Linked DNA regions of Danio rerio: region 1 is linked to region 2. Evidence: chromatin contacts called from public Micro-C data. All regions are on one chromosome and are shown on one strand. The core of a region is the stretch at or near the end of the contact, and the rest is flanking DNA. Distances in the headings are between cores, read along the strand shown.

Region 1 (5,141 bases), core at 1,920-4,419, 330 kb after region 2:
ACAACCCAAAGCAGATAAACATAAAACAATCAGCCTGAGACTGCTTAATCGCATTGTTCCTGCCAAAAACATCCAGAAATGAACTTTGTGTTGCAAAGCAGCAAACTTGAGAACGTTACCCCCCCCCCCCCCCCCACCCTTCAGCAGCCTTGTGATTACACCCTCAATGGCTCAGTCATTAAAAACACATCCACTGTCAAGTACCTGTGATAGCTAAACGACCCATTTCTGAATTACCATAACATGACGCCGTTGCTGTGGGACATGTGGAAGTCATGCTGGGCTCGAGAGAGACAGATGGAGGAACGAAATGATAAAAACAAGCACTAGACAGACCGAGAGAGAAAGATGAAGACTACAAGCGCCCTGGCCTTTAATGGCTCTAAATGATTGTTTGTTTACACATGCAGCACTGTATCTACTGTAAAGGCCAAAGGGACAGAGGTCACGGCACTGAGGGTTAGTCTTTGGTCAATTATATGCAGTATGCAAACATGCTTTCTGTGATTTCTATTTTTTTTTCTTGGTCAAACTAAATATTTCATTGCAATACACTTAGGCCACTGTGACTGCCACTGTATCCCGATGTCTGACGGCAGAATCCACATCTCACCACCCCCTCCCACCTCCTGGATATCGGGTTGTAACATTTGGACTGGGAAACCAATATCATGATAGTCTCTGGAGCCTGAAGACTGGGTCACCAAAGAACTGACACTCCTGGCTCATTTCCAAGCACTCATCTAAGGAGGGAAGCTGACACTGCTTGGAATATGCCAACGCAAAACCTTAGACATACAAATTTCACCCTGGTGGTGTGGCTTAGTGGTTAAAAGATCTTGTCTGCCAACGGTGAGATTGTTGGTTTGAATACTGGCAGAGGTGATTCAGGAACATTGCAATAGCACTTAACCTCAGGTTGTGCCGAGGGGACTGTCCCTATAAGAAGTGCACTGTACGTCTGCCAAAGAACTACTTACTGTCGAGACTGAAGTTTGTGTCACCAAAGTACTGACACTCCTGGCTGCTTTCCAAGCATTCATCTGATGGCGAATGAATATATGGCAAGCCATTTTCACAATATCTATTTTTTTACTACTAGTGAGTAATCTAAAAGTCACCGCATAGAATATGGTTAAATTTCACTGAAAGCCAGTCCTTAAAGTTTCAATTGCTTCCTTATTTGATGCGATGACTAGTCAGAATAGCTGCATGGTTTTGTGTAATATACAACCCTACAAGTAAGATTAAGAATGTTTAGTAATAACTTGAACACCAGTTCCTGATATGACTAGAATACGATCCAATTTGTTCTGAAAACTGACACACATATGAGCCCAATGACTTCTAGTAAAGCAAAATGAATAACAATACATGATGAACAGCATTTAAAAGTGTCAGTAACGAATGGAAAACATAGTTTAGAAATGAAGTGAATAGTGCACAGATGCAAAAAATAATAGCTATAACCAATTTGAGTAGCAGCATAGAATTAAGCACAATCACACACTTCAAAATGAACGAGGGGGTTTTCTTAGTGTCAAATTTTTTTTGTAATTTTTTTTTGTAATAAGAGTTTACACCATTTTAAAGCTTCTTCATGGAACCACCAATTCCAATAACATCTATTAAGTGAAATTAATTACTTAATACAGTAAATTAATTAAATAGGGAGAGGTATCTAATGAAAAGTTATTCATATAACTGGAAAAGATGGTAGTCACTACTGGCTTACTTTAAAAAGTTAAAGTAAAACTGCTTGTCATGGACCTCTGACACTTGCAGGAGACCCCCCCCCCCCCCCCCCCCCCCCAAAAAAAAAAAATGTTACACTTCTAGAAGAGAGGATGTAGCGTAAAACGCAACAAATCGACTCACCTGTGATGCTTTCCGCTTGTATTTATTGGAGAAATCAAATTTCTCCTTAATGTCATCCAGGAGCTGCTCCAGACGCGCTTTCTCCTCTTTCCCCGTGTAATCCGGACTCAGGAGCACATACGCCCTCCAGTTGGCCGAGTCAAAGCCCCAATGGCAAGTCCTGTTCTCCAGCGATTTGTGACTGTGCACCACGAATTTATGGGTCGGGTACATGAGCCTGCAGTCCATGCATTGGATGCAGGGCGCGTTGGGACTTGTGTAGAGCTCCGGGACCAGCAGACCCTTACACTTCCCGAAGCACTCGTGGTAGATCTTGAAGCTCTTCTCGGTGAGTTCCAGCTCAATAGAGCCGTACAGCTCCTTCTTGGAGTGCGGCGGGTACGTGCCCCCATAGATGAGCGCGTTGCATAGCCGCTCCGCGTCCGTCTTGGTGATGAGCCCGCAGGACGGCGCGGCAAACGGCAGGATGCCCATCACCTTCAGGATCTCCAGCTGGTCGGCGGTGCAGCGCGAGCAGTAGATGTGCAGGTCGTCGCACACAGAGTTGATCTGCTGGAGCGAGAAATCCCGCAGCACCGTGTTGAGGATCTGCGGCAGGCACAGGCGCTTCTCGCCGCCCACCACGAAGCACGAGATGGTCTCACCCTCCAGGACCGTCTCGCACCTCTCGGTTGAGCGGTCGGACGGGATGAAGAGCGGCCCGGGCATCACCGGAGGAGGCTGCATCGGGGGGAGGTGCAGCACGGGCTCCGGGATGTCTTTACCGTCCTTCTTGAAGAGCAAATCGTGTTGCCACCTGGCCGAGAACGCGGCCGGTCCTCCGAGGGAGATCATGGAGCTCAGGTGAAACTGTTTGAGAGTTTGTTGCAGTCCCGGGTGAGGCTGGAAACTCTGTCGCGCTACTGTTTCCATGTTTCGCGCAGCGCGTTGTCGTTGAAACCAAGTGTCGGGCAAGAAATGCGACTCAAAGGTCCTGGTTCTGCGTCTCTAAATCCAAGTCCGTGAAAACAAGCACAAGAAGGCCCACAGGGCTTCATCAAATCCCCGCTCAGACGAAGGTTTCCACCGGCGCGTCTTCTTCCCCTGCAGCGGGCTCTCTTCTGTCCATATCCACAGACAGAAAACTCAAGTGTAACACGAGCAAAAGCGCGCAAGTTGCAGCAGAACTATCCCACGGAAAGGCCGAACTTGTCCCACGTCAATTTCACGAGTCAAATACACAATCCGCAAACTTTAAATCCGTGTTTTTGCCTGCGAGTAGAGATCGCTGCAGCCGGACACGGCGCGTCGCCTCCGCTCCTCTGCCCCTGCAGTTCAGTATGAGTGAGTCAGTGAGCAGCAGAGTCTCTCTCTCTCTCTCTCTCTCTCTCTCTCTCTCTCTCTCTCTCTCTCTCTCTCTCTCTCTCTCTCTCTCTCTCTCTCTCTCTCTCAGTGTTTGTGTGTGTCTGGCTCAGTCATTGAATCCTAGCCAAGAATGTGACTGACTCCGCAGACTGTGGCTCTTCCAAGAACCATCCTTCACTCCCCACTGCTGTAGAGAGACGGTCACTGTACTTAACACAGTTTTTTTTTACACTTTTAAACAATTTACTGTTAAAGTATTGTCTTATTTTTGGATAGTAATTCATCAACTTTATTTTTTTATTTGTGGATTAAATATTTATTACTTTTTAATTATAGCACTGCAACTATTTATACACTGCTATTAATTATTTCTTAAATTTATTGAACAAAGCTTTGTTTAATGATTGTGATATTTTACTCAAACCAAATAATCTTAAAATAGATTATACAGAAAAAAGGGGAACGAATAAAGAATACAAGAAAGAAAGAAAGAAAACGTTTCTGCATTGCTATTGTATTACATTTATCAAATATATTGAAAGTGTTTATAACAGTGTTATAACATATGTAATAACCATGTTATAAAATTTGACATTAATTGCTCTGAATAGGTTACTAAGTTTCATTTGTCACTTTTAACTTGAATAATAAAAGTAAAATAACACATGAATAATAATTAGAATAGTTACATAATTATAAAAATAATTGATTAAGTTAATCATATAATACATAATTGTATATGAAAATAATACAAAAATATATAATTTCTCCATATGCGTTTATCTTTGTTTCCACTCATTTTACTTAAACATTCATTTCTGTTATTTCAATTACAACTATTTCTTTCTTTATTAATTAAAGTCAAAATGTTCAGAAAAGCCACTTATCACTGCAGGTTGTTATTACTCATAAAAAATAATCACGGCTGCAATTACACTTCAGATGGTTGGTAGAAGTGTACATTAGTAGACTGTAAATGAAATCTCAGAAAGGAGGAAATAAGAGCGTTTTGCAGGCAGGCAGGGCAGTATATGTTGAATCAGTGGGTTGATGGGTGGAGTCTGAAACTAACAGACGCCCTAATTTAGACTGGCTGCGGTCTGAGTTTGTAAGTTTTGGTTTTCCTGAGCCTTCTAGACTCAAACTGAGTACAGCAGACTGAACTGGGAAAGTCCTGGAGCTTCATGACTAATAAACACACACATGGCCTATTTCACAACATTTGCATGATATGACAAAACAGCTGTAATGTTTTGCCAATAATATCATTAGGTCAATCACAGCTATTATACAAGCTAATATGGATGACACCATCATTCTTTTCATAAATATCAAGTATTCACTTTTAAATTAGTACAGCAATTTTCAGTGATGGCTTTACGCCATACAGACATCCAGCACTGCCTTTCTGTGACCTATATATTCGTCTCTTAAAGTTTGAAACAGTGAATGCACGACTGTTATGTCTGCCTGTAGATGGTTATGGGACTTATTTCATGCACATTTCCTTTGACACTACAGTGCTGTTCATATGCCAGCGATTTATTATTAATTCTCTTTAGATTGAGTCCAACAGTAAACAGGAGATCAATGTAATCTGTTGCAGTAGTGCCCTCTAGCCCTGCTGGTGCGTTACTGCAGGTGGATTACAGTGGGACAAATGGCCTTGATGCATTGCATCAGTTCACCAAACTCGAACAAACTTCAAAAAAGACTGATTGACACACATGCAGGTAGAATTATAAGTGTTTTGAAATCTGTTTATGTCAATTATTGTCATATTCCTTCATTGAATGGGTGTGGTTTTGCCACGTCCCACACACTGCTCAGCAACTACATTGAGCCAAAAAAGTAGGTAAATAAGATAAAATTTAAAAAGATTTTTAAATATTCGTATTGTCTTTAACAAGTTATTTGAT
Region 2 (5,640 bases), core at 2,414-4,913:
AGCTGCTGATGAGTGAATTCTCTCCTCCGTCCAGCATCTCCACGCTCACTGCAGTCTGTCCTTTCCCCATCCAGCGCGGACCCTGCACTGCCCCAAATGTGGAAACCACCTCTCCTCTCCCCCCACGCATGCCGTACTTTTGAGAAGGGGTTGCACTACACAAACACATCACCGATCTTTATAATATAGAACAAGTGCATCAAATTCTCTTAAAAGTAAAAATGTCAAATCAGTTTGTTTACCTTGGTGAGAAGCTGGCAGGTGACAGCATTAGACTGGGACTGGCGAGTCGGGCTACACCTCTCTTAGACTGAGGATGTTCAGGAGTGGTCAGTGCTCGCTTCTGAGAGCCCTGTGTTCATGCAGAAATTAACTCATGTTATTTAACCGATCCAGTTTTTAATATAATGTAAATTACAGTATCGAATAAACAAGTCGGGTTGTATGACAGAAAGAAAGTTTAAAGCCTGATCTCTACACTACTTTCTCAACTTAGATCAACATATAATACGCAGAAAGGCTTTTCATTTTTAATCAGCCAGCTCAAGCGCTTCCGGTGAACTGTCATCCAAATACAAAAATCACTGCATTTAAATTCTGGTTTCTGTAAAAATTAATGATTTTCACTGCCTGATTCATATATTAAAAAGTGGGTCTCAGACTGGACAAGAAGCACTGCATTAAATTCCATTGTTCCATGCGGTGTCTTAAAATATGGAAATTTATGTTACCCCAGTATTTTAATTAAGTTTCTGCACTAGCCTGCTGCTCCTGGCGAACCAATCAATTTTACACTTGAACAACTAAATGAATGCTTACGTCTGTTTAACTGATTATAATTTAAATACATCACATCATCAATGCTGTAAAAGGAACCTTATGAAATTTAAAATAGCCACAGTAACCTTTAACCGGAGGTTAATCTGTGACTGAAAAACACTTGCAGACCATGCATTTTTATCTATCTTCATACATTTCCAACAAGTCTCCCTCATTATTCTGTCTTTATTTAGTCTCACCTTGGCAGGTGTTGAATAGGAATCCAGCATGTTCTCCTCTTCCTCCTCTGCTCTGATTCTGCAAGACTCAGTTAAGAAGATCACTTTGAACATTTATGAATAAAAATTAAACAATCATTAATCTTTATGTTGAGCTTTATGAGGATACAGCTCCTGGATGGAGTTGATGTCTCTGGTTTTGTTTATTTGGCTTCCCTTTGAGGTGCTTTTAGGCTTTTTCTTCTTGTTCAGTACCTGTAAGGAGTGCAGAAGCAGTATGCAAATTAGGGCTGCACAATCCTAGAAAAATTTGACATTGCAATATTTTATTTGTCTGTAATGTACATTGCGATACACTGATGCTATACAGTTCCACCAAATGACTAAATAGTTTTTTGGTCACACTATTTTAAGGTTCAATTCTCACTCTTAGCAAACCCTTATGACTTTTGCTTCAATAAACACCTAATTTGCTCCTTATTAATAGTTATTGTGGTTGTTTGTAAGAACTAATAAGAAGCCAATATATCAACAACAAGCATGCTAATAAGCAATTTGTTAATAGTGAGAATTGGTCCCTAAAGTGTTAACAAATGTATTATATCTGTTTGATTGGGATGATTTTAAAAGGGAGTAAATCGCATAAAATGTAGTACACTACAGGCATAGATAAATGCAACAAAGCAAAAAAAGGTGTAATAAACAGTGCAAGCTTTATGGTTTTGTATATGTAAATGTAAAAATAAATTACACCGCAAAGTCAACTCAACATTGCATATCTATGTAATGTGACTGAGGATTCACACATTGCAATATCAATGCTGAAAAGATATACAGGAATACTGTATTGTTTAGCTCTAAAGCAAATGAAGCATAGAAACATTGTGGATCTTATTTTTGGCATCTCAAAGCACTGCAGAATTTCAGTTGGAGTTTTTAATGTCATTTTACTAACTTCTTGTTCAAACTGGTCCAGGTTTTCGAGAGTGAGCGGCAGCTGCTTTCTGGTGGAGCTAAAAGCAAACCACTCGAATACAATTTCTTCACCCGTCAGCCTGTGACAAAAACACTGCTCCAACACTACAATAGAAAAAAAAACAAAAGTCATGTGTATTTAATTGAGGTAAAGTTTTTCGCACATTCGTTCAGTGACAACTTGTGACATGCTCCCTTTATTGTTCACCGTGGCAGGGCTCAACAAGAAGATGGCCCAGGCCAGCGTGTGAAATGCTCAGGACAGTAGACAGGATTGTTACTGGCCCAATCGTACCAGTGCTTACTAAAGTTTAATTTGCCTGCGACAATGTCAATTGCGTCGAAATACAGTCTTAGAATCGAGAAACAGTTTGTGCTGTTAAGCCTTTAAATGCTACCTTCTCTGTGATATCAAAAACACCATATTGCTTTTCGGGTCCTCTTATGTGACTAGATGTTGTGAGCATGTTTTTTTTGTTTCTGGTCTCAGCGACGAGGCGGTAGCATAAAATTATGAGGCTAAACGAAAACGTTTGTTTCTAAATTCTTAGTAGCAGATGTGGATACAACACAACGAAAAAAATGAAGTAATGTTTGCACAGTTAGTTTTCAGTTTGGCAAGTCAGCCACCATTTGTTAAATAATGTAGAGCTGCAATAAAACACCGGCACATTTTCCATACTGCTCTATTTGTTTGCATAACACTTTGAATTTTGCTCACAATACATTTTAAAAATATATACATCTTAGATTATTTTTGACACATTCTTTAAAATGTGTGGCTAAAAAAAATAGCAATTATTTTTTTTTTGGGTGGGGCCAGTAAAAATATTGGCAGAGCAAGAAAATATCTTAACCACTTGGGTTAGTTGAAAACTCTGCATGGTAATTTGAATATTCAGTCTAAAATCACATGTAAGCATGACTTGAAAACAACACTGGTACTATTTATTTGACTCCAAACAATGTTGTACTTTGATAGTCATTTGCTGCTAATATGATTTCAGTTTTTTTTTTGCAATAAATAATTTCTGAAGTTATTATTATTAAGGAGAAAGTCCTAATGTGTGAACATAAAACCAAATTTACCTCAATGTGTATTTGTAAGTACTTGCCTACAAACACACAACCACATACATGTATATTTGTGTGTTTAAAATTAAGAGATGCATATATTTTAGAGCATTAAATCATGTCAACAATACTAAAATCACACACAATGAATAGATTGGACATTTACTTTTGTCGATGGTGTCATTGTTGAAGGCTATGTTGAAAGTGTCCAGCTCAGACTTGATGTCCTCTGCAGTGACTGAAGCCATTGTTATTGTCCTCTGATGTTCAAATGTAAAAAAACAACCTCCTAAAAAAGAAAACAGGTTTTTCAAAAACATTCACACCACACAATTATTAAAACGGACTTATAACAGTCAGAAATGTTAAGTCTCTCACTAAATACTAACGTAAACACAATGGCGCTCTCGCGAATTCACTTATTTAGCTTTATAAACAGTTTTACTCAACATAACAGCAAGTTCGAAATAAGACAATCCTAATGAACACGTTTTAATGACTTGTATGACAAGATTACCTTTTATTAAACGTCAAAATCAGCTGTCATATTCCTCAGCAGTCTTTGCATCACGTTCGGATTGCCGCGAAAATGTACTACCCGCAAAACCCACTGAAAGGTCACTTCCGGTTCCTGCACGTCTCCTCCAGAACGGCAGAGGGAGCGCAAGGTCAACCGCAACCGAATTTCCTCCCAGATCAGCTGAAAGGAAACAGAATAAACCCTGTAGCTTCTACACGTGTTTGTGGTGCTGTAAACGTATAAGTATTTTTGTGATTTACATCTTACTTTTCACTGTCGCTGATATTATTTGTCAAAATGCCGAAGGTTAAAGCCGAGAAGAAGTCTCGAACACACCAGGAGGTGAAGAGTCAAGGTTGGTTTGAAATGTTTTAGTACTGCATGCTGTCAAACCATTTAATCAAATGTCCCCTTATAGATATAATAATCAAAGTTAAACCTGTAATATATTTAAAATTTAAATAATATAAACCTTTTAGAACTTGCTAGTAACACTTCCTGGTCACTTCTTACTCCAAAACAGAAGAGGAGGCATTATAGCTATTTTTAGGTCCAAAATGTTTACTTTCATTCATCTCATGTATATAAATTAATCCCAGTTGTTTTGACTTATTTTATACAGTATTTGCACCTCTAAAACACCAGTTAACATTTATAAATTAAACCAGGAAATGTACAGTATATTTATATGTTTACTGTGTATATTCAGTTTTCTCACAACAGTGATGTCCCAAAGCAAAACAGTCGGTCTTACTCCCCATAAACACTGCACTATTTAATATTTATACGTATTCATTGCACTTTGTTGAACTAATTCATCTTGAATTGTACATGTCCACTGCACATATACGTTTGTAATTGTTCACACAGCTTAAATCAGAGTTTTATATATATTTTCTTTTTTTTTAATGTTTTAAAAATTATGTTTAACAGATCAAGGGAAATTTCACAGCATGTCTGATAATATTTTCTCTTCTAGAGAAAATCTCATTTGTTTTATTTCAGCCAGATTAAAAGCAGCTTTTAATTAAAAAGAAACATTTTGGGGTTAATATTATTAGCCCCTTTAGGCTATATATATTTTTTCCAATAGTCTACCGAACAAACCATTGTTATTCAATAACTTGCCTAATTATTCTAACCTGCCTAGTAAACCTATTTAACATAATACTTTATGCTGTGTAGAAGTGTCTTGAAAAATGTCTTGTAAAATATTATCTACCTTGATCATGGCAAAGATAAAATAAATCAGTTATTAGAAATTAGTTATTTAAACTATTATGTTTATAATTAGAAATGTGTTGAAAAAAATATCTCTGTTAAACAGAAATTGGGAAAAAAAATAAACAGGGTCTAATAATACAGGGGGCTAATAACTCTAACTTCAACTGTATATATCTGCATATTTCTGATTATTAATAGCAGCCTGTGCACATTCATCTATTGTAAATCTCTGTTCATATTTAATACAACCAGTTATGTTCATAGTACATCCATCTGTAAATGTCTCCATAGTTTTTCTATAGTTGCACTTTATAAAGTATACCTATATCCTGTACTTGCTGCTGTCACACTCCTGGTTAGACCTAAACTGCATTTCGTTGCCTTGTACTTGTACATGTATAATGACAATAAAGTTGAATCTAGTCTCACATCGGGGTAAAGTTGGTTTTATATTCACACATTCATTCTTTTTTGAATAGTGACAGTTTGTGACATGCTAGTTGGAATATTCAGTGAGAAATTCCATGTAAGTGTGACTTTTAAAAAACATTAGTGTTATTTATTTAACTGTAAACAGTGTTGTATTTTGATAGTCACTGGCTGCTAATATGATTTTACTATTTAGAATTGGCAAAGAATACTTTACTGAAATTATAAAGTCTGAATGTGGGAATATAGACAACTTTACCTTAAGTAATCTCACTCACCCATTCAAAAAATACTTTTGACTTTTTTTGTTCAATATTGGATTACATTAACCCATGTTCCATATTTCAGGAATTATGTTTAATACTGGTATCGGTCAGCATATTTTGAAAAACCCTTTGGTTGTCAACGGCATCATAGAGA

Evidence for each region. A called contact is a pair of places that touch in the nucleus more often than the background predicts.
Region 1: a Micro-C map of caudal fin shows a contact between it and region 2, with 11 times the contacts expected there. The contact joins the promoter of skia here to the promoter of pola2 in region 2. A contact is called at or near these places in 6 of 18 Hi-C or Micro-C datasets (caudal fin, embryo, hematopoietic stem cells and 2 more) and 4 of 4 datasets of contacts at active chromatin or transcription factors (caudal fin, embryo, gastrula embryo and 1 more).

What each region holds. Positions count from the first base shown.
Region 1 is chr8:19,371,593-19,376,733 of GRCz12tu, forward strand. It overlaps skia (v-ski avian sarcoma viral oncogene homolog a), which reads right to left and starts at 3,170. Exons shown (of 7, transcript NM_130935.3): 1 at 1,879-3,170. The coding sequence starts at 2,790.
Region 2 is chr8:19,039,106-19,044,745 of GRCz12tu, forward strand. It overlaps pola2 (polymerase (DNA directed), alpha 2), which reads right to left and starts at 3,664. Exons shown (of 19, transcript NM_199581.2): 1 at 3,565-3,664; 2 at 3,214-3,336; 3 at 1,954-2,078; 4 at 1,168-1,253; 5 at 1,020-1,077; 6 at 243-352; 7 at 1-155. The coding sequence starts at 3,295. It overlaps dimt1l (DIM1 dimethyladenosine transferase 1-like (S. cerevisiae)), which reads left to right and starts at 3,750. Exons shown (of 12, transcript NM_001003556.3): 1 at 3,750-3,922; 2 at 5,569-5,640. The coding sequence starts at 3,865.